Regions from separate parts of the Sus scrofa genome. Here region 1 is linked to region 2. The links are chromatin contacts, called in public HiChIP or PLAC-seq maps. All regions are on one chromosome and are shown on one strand. Each heading gives the region's core, a stretch centred on a gene start, on an enhancer-like site or on the middle of the called end of the contact. The rest is flanking DNA. Distances are from core to core; before and after follow the strand shown. Region 1 overlaps SND1 (staphylococcal nuclease domain-containing protein 1). Region 2 overlaps SND1 (staphylococcal nuclease domain-containing protein 1).

The links. HiChIP or PLAC-seq counts read pairs in DNA pulled down with a chosen protein or histone mark.
Region 1: a contact with region 2 is called in an H3K27ac HiChIP or PLAC-seq map of skeletal muscle, with 6 times the contacts expected there. The contact joins two enhancer-like sites. A contact is called at or near these places in 1 of 47 Hi-C or Micro-C datasets (epiblast stem cells) and 1 of 2 datasets of contacts at active chromatin or transcription factors (skeletal muscle).

The regions. Positions count from the first base shown.
Region 1 is chr18:20,598,296-20,601,421 of Sscrofa11.1, forward strand. The region is part of intron 9 of SND1 (staphylococcal nuclease domain-containing protein 1); the gene reads right to left. Among named protein-coding and RNA genes, the nearest start is that of SND1, 54 kb to the right of the region's middle. Within about 2 kb of position 1,491, at least 38 of the 83 cell types and tissues checked have an H3K27ac peak or open chromatin away from gene starts, as enhancers often do. A contact at or near this core is called in skeletal muscle, where this site is marked.
Region 2 is chr18:20,351,017-20,354,223 of Sscrofa11.1, forward strand. The region is part of intron 16 of SND1 (staphylococcal nuclease domain-containing protein 1); the gene reads right to left. Among named protein-coding and RNA genes, the nearest start is that of LRRC4, 33 kb to the left of the region's middle. Within about 2 kb of position 1,440, at least 13 of the 83 cell types and tissues checked have an H3K27ac peak or open chromatin away from gene starts, as enhancers often do. A contact at or near this core is called in skeletal muscle, where this site is marked.

The DNA.
Region 1 (3,126 bases), core at 241-2,740, 250 kb after region 2:
GACCCAGGACTTCTCAGGACCTCTCCTGCTCCCCAAGGCTATAGGCCAGGTCTATTCTCCCGAGCTAATCCTGGGAACACTAGAGAAGGGACACCAAAGCGGGGCGGGGGGGGGGGAGACAAGCAGTACCCCACCCTGTTACGTGTCGGCCTGAGCTCACTGCATAGATCCCTTCCCCAACCCTCTAGAAAAGGGCAGCTGCCACCCTGTGTCCTCCCACAATATGAAGCGCAATTTCCTGCTGCGAATACCTCTGGGCACCTAAGTACCAGCAAAGCAACCTGGACACTGTAATAGGTACTTAAGAGGAAACCAAGCATCAAATTCTCAAAGAGGGGCAGCCCACAGAATAGCCGACCCGGTCCCTCACCACTGTCAAGGTCATCAAAAACAAAGAAAGCCTGAGAAACCACCAAATCCAAGAGGCGCCTAACAAGATATGACAACTAAATTTAGCATGCTATTGAGGATGAGAATTCTGAACAGAAAAGGGCCATTAGACAAAAACTAAGGAAATCTGACTAAAGTATAGACTTTAGTTGACAATAACATATCAATACTGGTATACTTCTTATAATCAATGTGCCACAATCATGTCAGATAATAACGGGAAGCTGGGGGGGGGGGAATAATGTGGGGATGCTGGTCTACCCATTTTTCTGTAAACCTACTGTTTCAAAAAATCAAGTCCATTTCAAAAGCTAGGTAAATGTTTTTTACAAAGCTGTTCTAATTCAACCATTTTCTTATCAGCAATTGAGCTTGCTAACTTAAGCTACAAAACCAAGTCCTGACCTCTGTTTGGTGTAGGAGGGGTCACCTCCCCAGACAGACCACCCCAGAACTTCCTTTTCATCCGAAAGCCGAAGGACAAAAGGTCAAGGAAGTAGCTGGTGGTTTTTGTTCTCTCCATATTACCAAATGGGAATCTAAAAGTCTAGCCAAAAATATTAAGCAGTATCCTTGCTTAAAATCCATCTTGGAGAGACATGACAATGAACTCCATTCAAAGCTCTGACATTTTTGCATGGCGAAAAATAATCAGGGCCAAACCAAACCAAGTTAAGTACTAGGATCCGCTGTATCCACGGGTAGTTTATAACCTGAGCTCCAAAACAGAACCTGAACAACAAATACCACAGAGATAACTACTTAGGGTAATCTCCCAGACAAGCCCTAGAGGGTAAGCTCCTTGAGAACAGGAACCATTTGTCATTCTTCTTGCAACGGGGCTCTGAGGGTTTAAGCAATCAATCCATACAGAGAACGGAGGGAGAGGCCTCCAACCAGGCAGGGCAGTGAGAAGACTCCACCCCTACTCCCCACCCCCAAGTGTCACTGGGTCTCTGAAGTCTGCAAGGCCCAAGCATCCAGCAGCAGGGACGGGGAGCCAAGCCACGTGCTCCGGGGACCATATGGCTACAAACAGCACAGATCAGCTAAAACGCCACAGGAAACGCAGGCAGGAAACTGGCAAGCCGCGACAGGCACAAAAGTCTCAAGCAGGCTCAGCTAATCGCTGTGAAGTGAACATGCTCTCTGCTAACCCGGAGAGACAAGGAGAGCCCTCCCTGGCATTTCCCTCCCTAGGAAGGGAAGCTGCTGAAGCAGAGAAAGGCAATCAGTCTTTCGGTGCCCCACATATCAAGAGAACACTTTGCTGAGTTTCAAATTTCTCGGAAGTGAGACTCTTGGCCAACACCCCAATCTACAGCATGCCATCGGTCCCAGAAGTCACCTAGGGGGTCCAGGAGGCCTCTGCTTAAAGAGTTCATAGGTCATCATTTGCAGGCTTTTCGGGCTATGACTAATTAATTAATGTACAATTAATTCCTAGGAGACAGAGTGACCGCTGAAAAGAGAGAGCCACTATTTGTTCAGGCCTTACAGTCACACCAGCCTCAGAGCAGAATCCTTCAGAGAAAAGTGAACTGTCAGACCATGTCCAGGAAGGCCCAGGGCACTAACCTTTTTAGGTTTCCATGAAAAAGTAGTTTGGCATTAACAAAAGTTTTAAATCAGGCAACCTGACTACCAAACTGCAGCTGGGTTCTAGCTTGTGAAAAGAAAAACAGGCCATTTTTCCTTTTACATTTTTTCCTTAATGCTGACATCCGGTGTTCTGTAACAGGGTTTGAAAACTGTGGCCAAGGGCCCACCGCCTACTCTTATAAATAAAGTTTTACTGGAACGCAGCCACGCCAGAGCTGTTTTCTTGCTCCAGTAGCAGAACTGAGTAGTCACAAAGAGTCTACAGGGCCCAGAAAGCCCCAAATATTTACTACATTGCCCTTTAAGAAAAAGCTGGTCAAGGGCTGCTCTACGACATGTTAGAAAATGAACTTAACATTCCTGAGGAGCAAATGTGCTCCAGAATATTCCTAAGGAAAAGAGTGCCATTTACAGGGAGATTATTCCATCTTCTAAATGATGGACAAATGATCAAACGACATGATTAATGACCTATCGGGGTTTAGTTAAGAAAATTATGATGCAGGCTTACAAGAGAACATTATGAACATAAAGCAAGTTCAAATATGTACTTTGTTACCCTACCTCTACACAAAAACAAAGGGCTTGGGGAGATGGTTTTGGATTTGTTTTGGCCGTGGGTGGGGGGTTGGGGGGGAGTTGCCAAGAGCCCAAAAGGACAAAGATAACGGGAGAGGAGAATATAGCAACAAAACTTTGCAGGCTGGAAAGCAGAAGGATGAGTGGTAACTGACTCCACAGACCCACAAAAGCTAAATCTGAGCTAGTGGTGAGAAAACAAAACAGCCGGTCTGACTTACAGGCAGGCTGGCCCCACCCACCAAGACTAAGAAACTATCAAATCAGGACTCTCGAGAGGGGATAAGAGGGGGTGAAAATAAGGCCCCAAAATAGGACTGGTATAAAAATCATGGAAGAAGTCCCTGGATTTCAGGATGTACACCCTAAATCCCATACCGAGGACTTCACTGCTTCTAAACCAGTGTGGACCAGACCTTATTCTTTGAGAGAGACAACCAAGGCATCAGCAGCTATCTGAGGAAAGCCTCTAATATGGAAAATCAGGGCTCAAAATGAGCAAAGAGAATTAAAAACAACCTAGAGAACACCAACTATACAGGGAGAAGAAAATCT
Region 2 (3,207 bases), core at 190-2,689:
AGGCCAGGCAACAGATGAGGCAGGAATCAGGCCATCACAAGATCTAAGGTCTTTGACGAGGACAGGCGCAGCCTCAGCAATGCCTAGGATCTCCCTGTGGCCTCGAGAGCATCTAGAAGCAGACTCAGTGGCTCCTGACCACGCAGGCAGCGTTGGATCTCCGGCAAGACCTTTTACGAATTCATTAGCCCCAGACATTTAAGGGTTGAGAGATCTAAAATATGGCTAAAAAGAACGACCACCTTCTAATAGCACAACTGGCAAAGCTTTGGGGGAAAAAGCACCAGACGGGGAACGCAGACGTTTGAGTCCTGCTATCTGTCCTACAACGAGCTTTGTGAATAGAGGTGGTTTACTCTGCACCCTAGTTTCCAGAACTGTAAAACCAGGGATGGTATTTTTCTTAGAGGTTTGCCATGAGATTAAAACAAAATACTGTACATGAAAGTGCTTTTACACTGGAAAATGCTACACATAAGATGAAAGTTCTATCACAATTAAGACAGAAAGTCTTTACTTGAGCCCCCCCTTCAAAGAAAATAGCCTTAAATGGAAAACAGATTGAAAGACCACGGGTGGGTGATGACCTGTCAGGAGTGTGTGGGGAGGGGAGAGGAGCTTTAGCCCCCGAAGCGCCGCAACACCTCGCGGGAGAAGAGAGCTGGTTGGAGCGCTGGCTCTACCGCCTTCCCTCTGTCCTGGGCAGCGGCAGAGATAATCTAGAACAGGGTATCTTTGTGCAAATAAATGCACCGTGGCCGGACAGCGGCTTGCTTCTCCAGCAGGTTATTATTCCCAGCTCAGCAAGGGTTCCCAGGGGCCGTGGCACCGACAGAGAGGCGGAGAGCAGTGGGTGTCCGCCACCCCAGTGGATTTCCTCGAGGCTGTCCTCACCGCTTTAATCCAGAGATAGAACTCAGCTACTGTTCCTCCCCCAACGTGTCTCGACAGGGAAGGGGCCCGCAGAGCTGCCATGGGAAGGGTCAGAGGGCGTGTGCCACAGGGCTTTGGGGAAAAGACAAAGGGCATGGGGAAAAACAGAATTAGATCAAGTGAACCGCTTAGACTGGTTTAGTTTTTTCAGACAAGGTGAGGCACGCTTGCTGCTAAAACAAAGGGGAGGGAACCACTTTCCCTTCCTTTAAGAATTCTTTCCCAGAGGAACCCCCCCCCTTAAATTTACACCAGTATTCACCGCTGAGCCTGTATTTCTCTGAAACATAAATACTTGTTCTTCAAACAGCAACAGCTGCTTGTGATGCTTTCATGCATTTTTGTTTTTTAAAAAAGCAGGGGTAGTGGGAGGGAGGGAGGGAGGGAATCCGGGACTGAGTCCTGGCCACTGCAGCCTGCAAAATGAGCTCCCCAGGGGGGACATCCTCCCATTTGAGGCCAGCAGGAAGAAGGGAAATAGGTCAGGGCAGCAGCCGGAGTTTTCGGCTCGCTGTCCAGCACGAGGACGTCATTTTCCAGGCAGCGGCAAAGGGCAGTTTCGCAGCTCTCAGGACAAAGGGGTCATTGAGGAGGGCCTTGGAAATGATCCCCGTTCCTCCATAGAAGCTCCTTCCCCTCCCCCAACCACACCGCCTACAGCCCGGAACAGTGCACTGATCTGATTCATAATACCTCACGCCCCCTCCAAAAACCGTGGGTCAGCAAGTGAGTGTTGGCTAGCTGGCCTTCCGACAGGAAGGTGTGGAGAGATCCCAAACGGCTGGTTTCATCACCGGAAGGGCTTCGAGAGGAAGACATGGCTTGGGATCACGGGTTCAGTGTTTCAGAGAGGAATGCCCAGGCAGGAAGGAACTGCTTTCCCAGAACCAAAGGTAACTGGGGTGTGCAAACCTTGGAGTTTGTACTTTCAAGCCCGTTATCTAATGCTGTCTGTCTCTCACCACTACTTCTGGGAAGATGCTAGCCACGGGCACAATTCCCCATCTGGGAAATTACACCAGATCTTCCTGTCCTTGGCAGTGTGGCAGGGAATTGCCTGAAATGAGGCAGGCCAAGGGGGCGTCTGGCAAAGGGCGTGTCATCAAGCACATGGTGTCTAGAAGTCACCCAGCTTCAAAGGTGGGGGACACGAGAACCACCTCATTTTCAGGGCTATACCATTTAAAACCAACTAGGCAAAACCCGTATAGTGGGGTCAGCAAACATTTTAGACAAAAAGATAGTCAATATTTTAGGCTTTGCAGACCACACACCCTGATGCAACTGTTCAACTCTGCTACTGTAACATGAAAGGAGCCAGAGCCAGTACTTAAAGAGGTGGGTGTGGCTGTATCTCAATAAAGCTTTATTTACAAACGTGCACTGGGACAGATCTGCCCAGGCCTGCTGTGTACCAACTGCAAGAGGCTGGGAAGAACCGCTCAAGTCCTCGGCGAGTTGCTTGGCTGGTTTGGCCTTCAAGGTCACAAAGAGAATCAGGTTAATGACCTGGTGTCTAGCTCACTGTTCTCGCCCTGAAGCTGGCAGCACCACCAGAACACCAGACCAGTGACCTGGCACAGCCCTCCCAGACTCCCGACTCGGAGAAAGGAACGAGAACCCACAGGAACCGGTGTCCGAGGAGAAGGACCATGGAGTAGGATGGAGAAAAAGGATGAGAGATGGCAGAGGAGACACTCAGGAAAATGAGCTGAGTGACGGCCAGAGATGTCAGGAGCTCTGTCCTGCCCGGTGTCCTGCAAAACACATTTCAGGAAATCGGGCCCTCAGGTCTCATCTGAAACGCGCGCAGTCTTGTGTGAGGCAGTGCAGCCCCACGTGAGGATGTGGGATGCAGCGTCTTCAGCCAAAGCAGAGGAGGCGGCAGGCAGCAGCACCCGCCCTGTCTACCCAACGCTAAGACAATGCACTTTGTAGACAAGCAGTCACTTTTCAGGGCCAAGCGCCAAGTGCCTTGCACCCCAGCTTTCTGTCCGCTCCCAGGAGGGGCTGACCTGGGGGTGGCGTCCGTTACACAGTTAACTCCCCTGCCCACATCCTTCCCGAGTCGGTCTGTGGGTTCCTGAGTGCGACCCGATGGACGTATCTCTGCGGGCTCCCACTTGGGGCCCAGGGGCTGCTGTGAAATCTGTTGTCGCTCCTTTCCTATATGACGGAGCAGTTTCACAGGAACTGGGAAAAGCAGGCGGGGGGTAGAGAAATCCTGGCCAAAAACATGGTAACTTAAAAAATGTAGGAGTTCCTCTGGGGAGC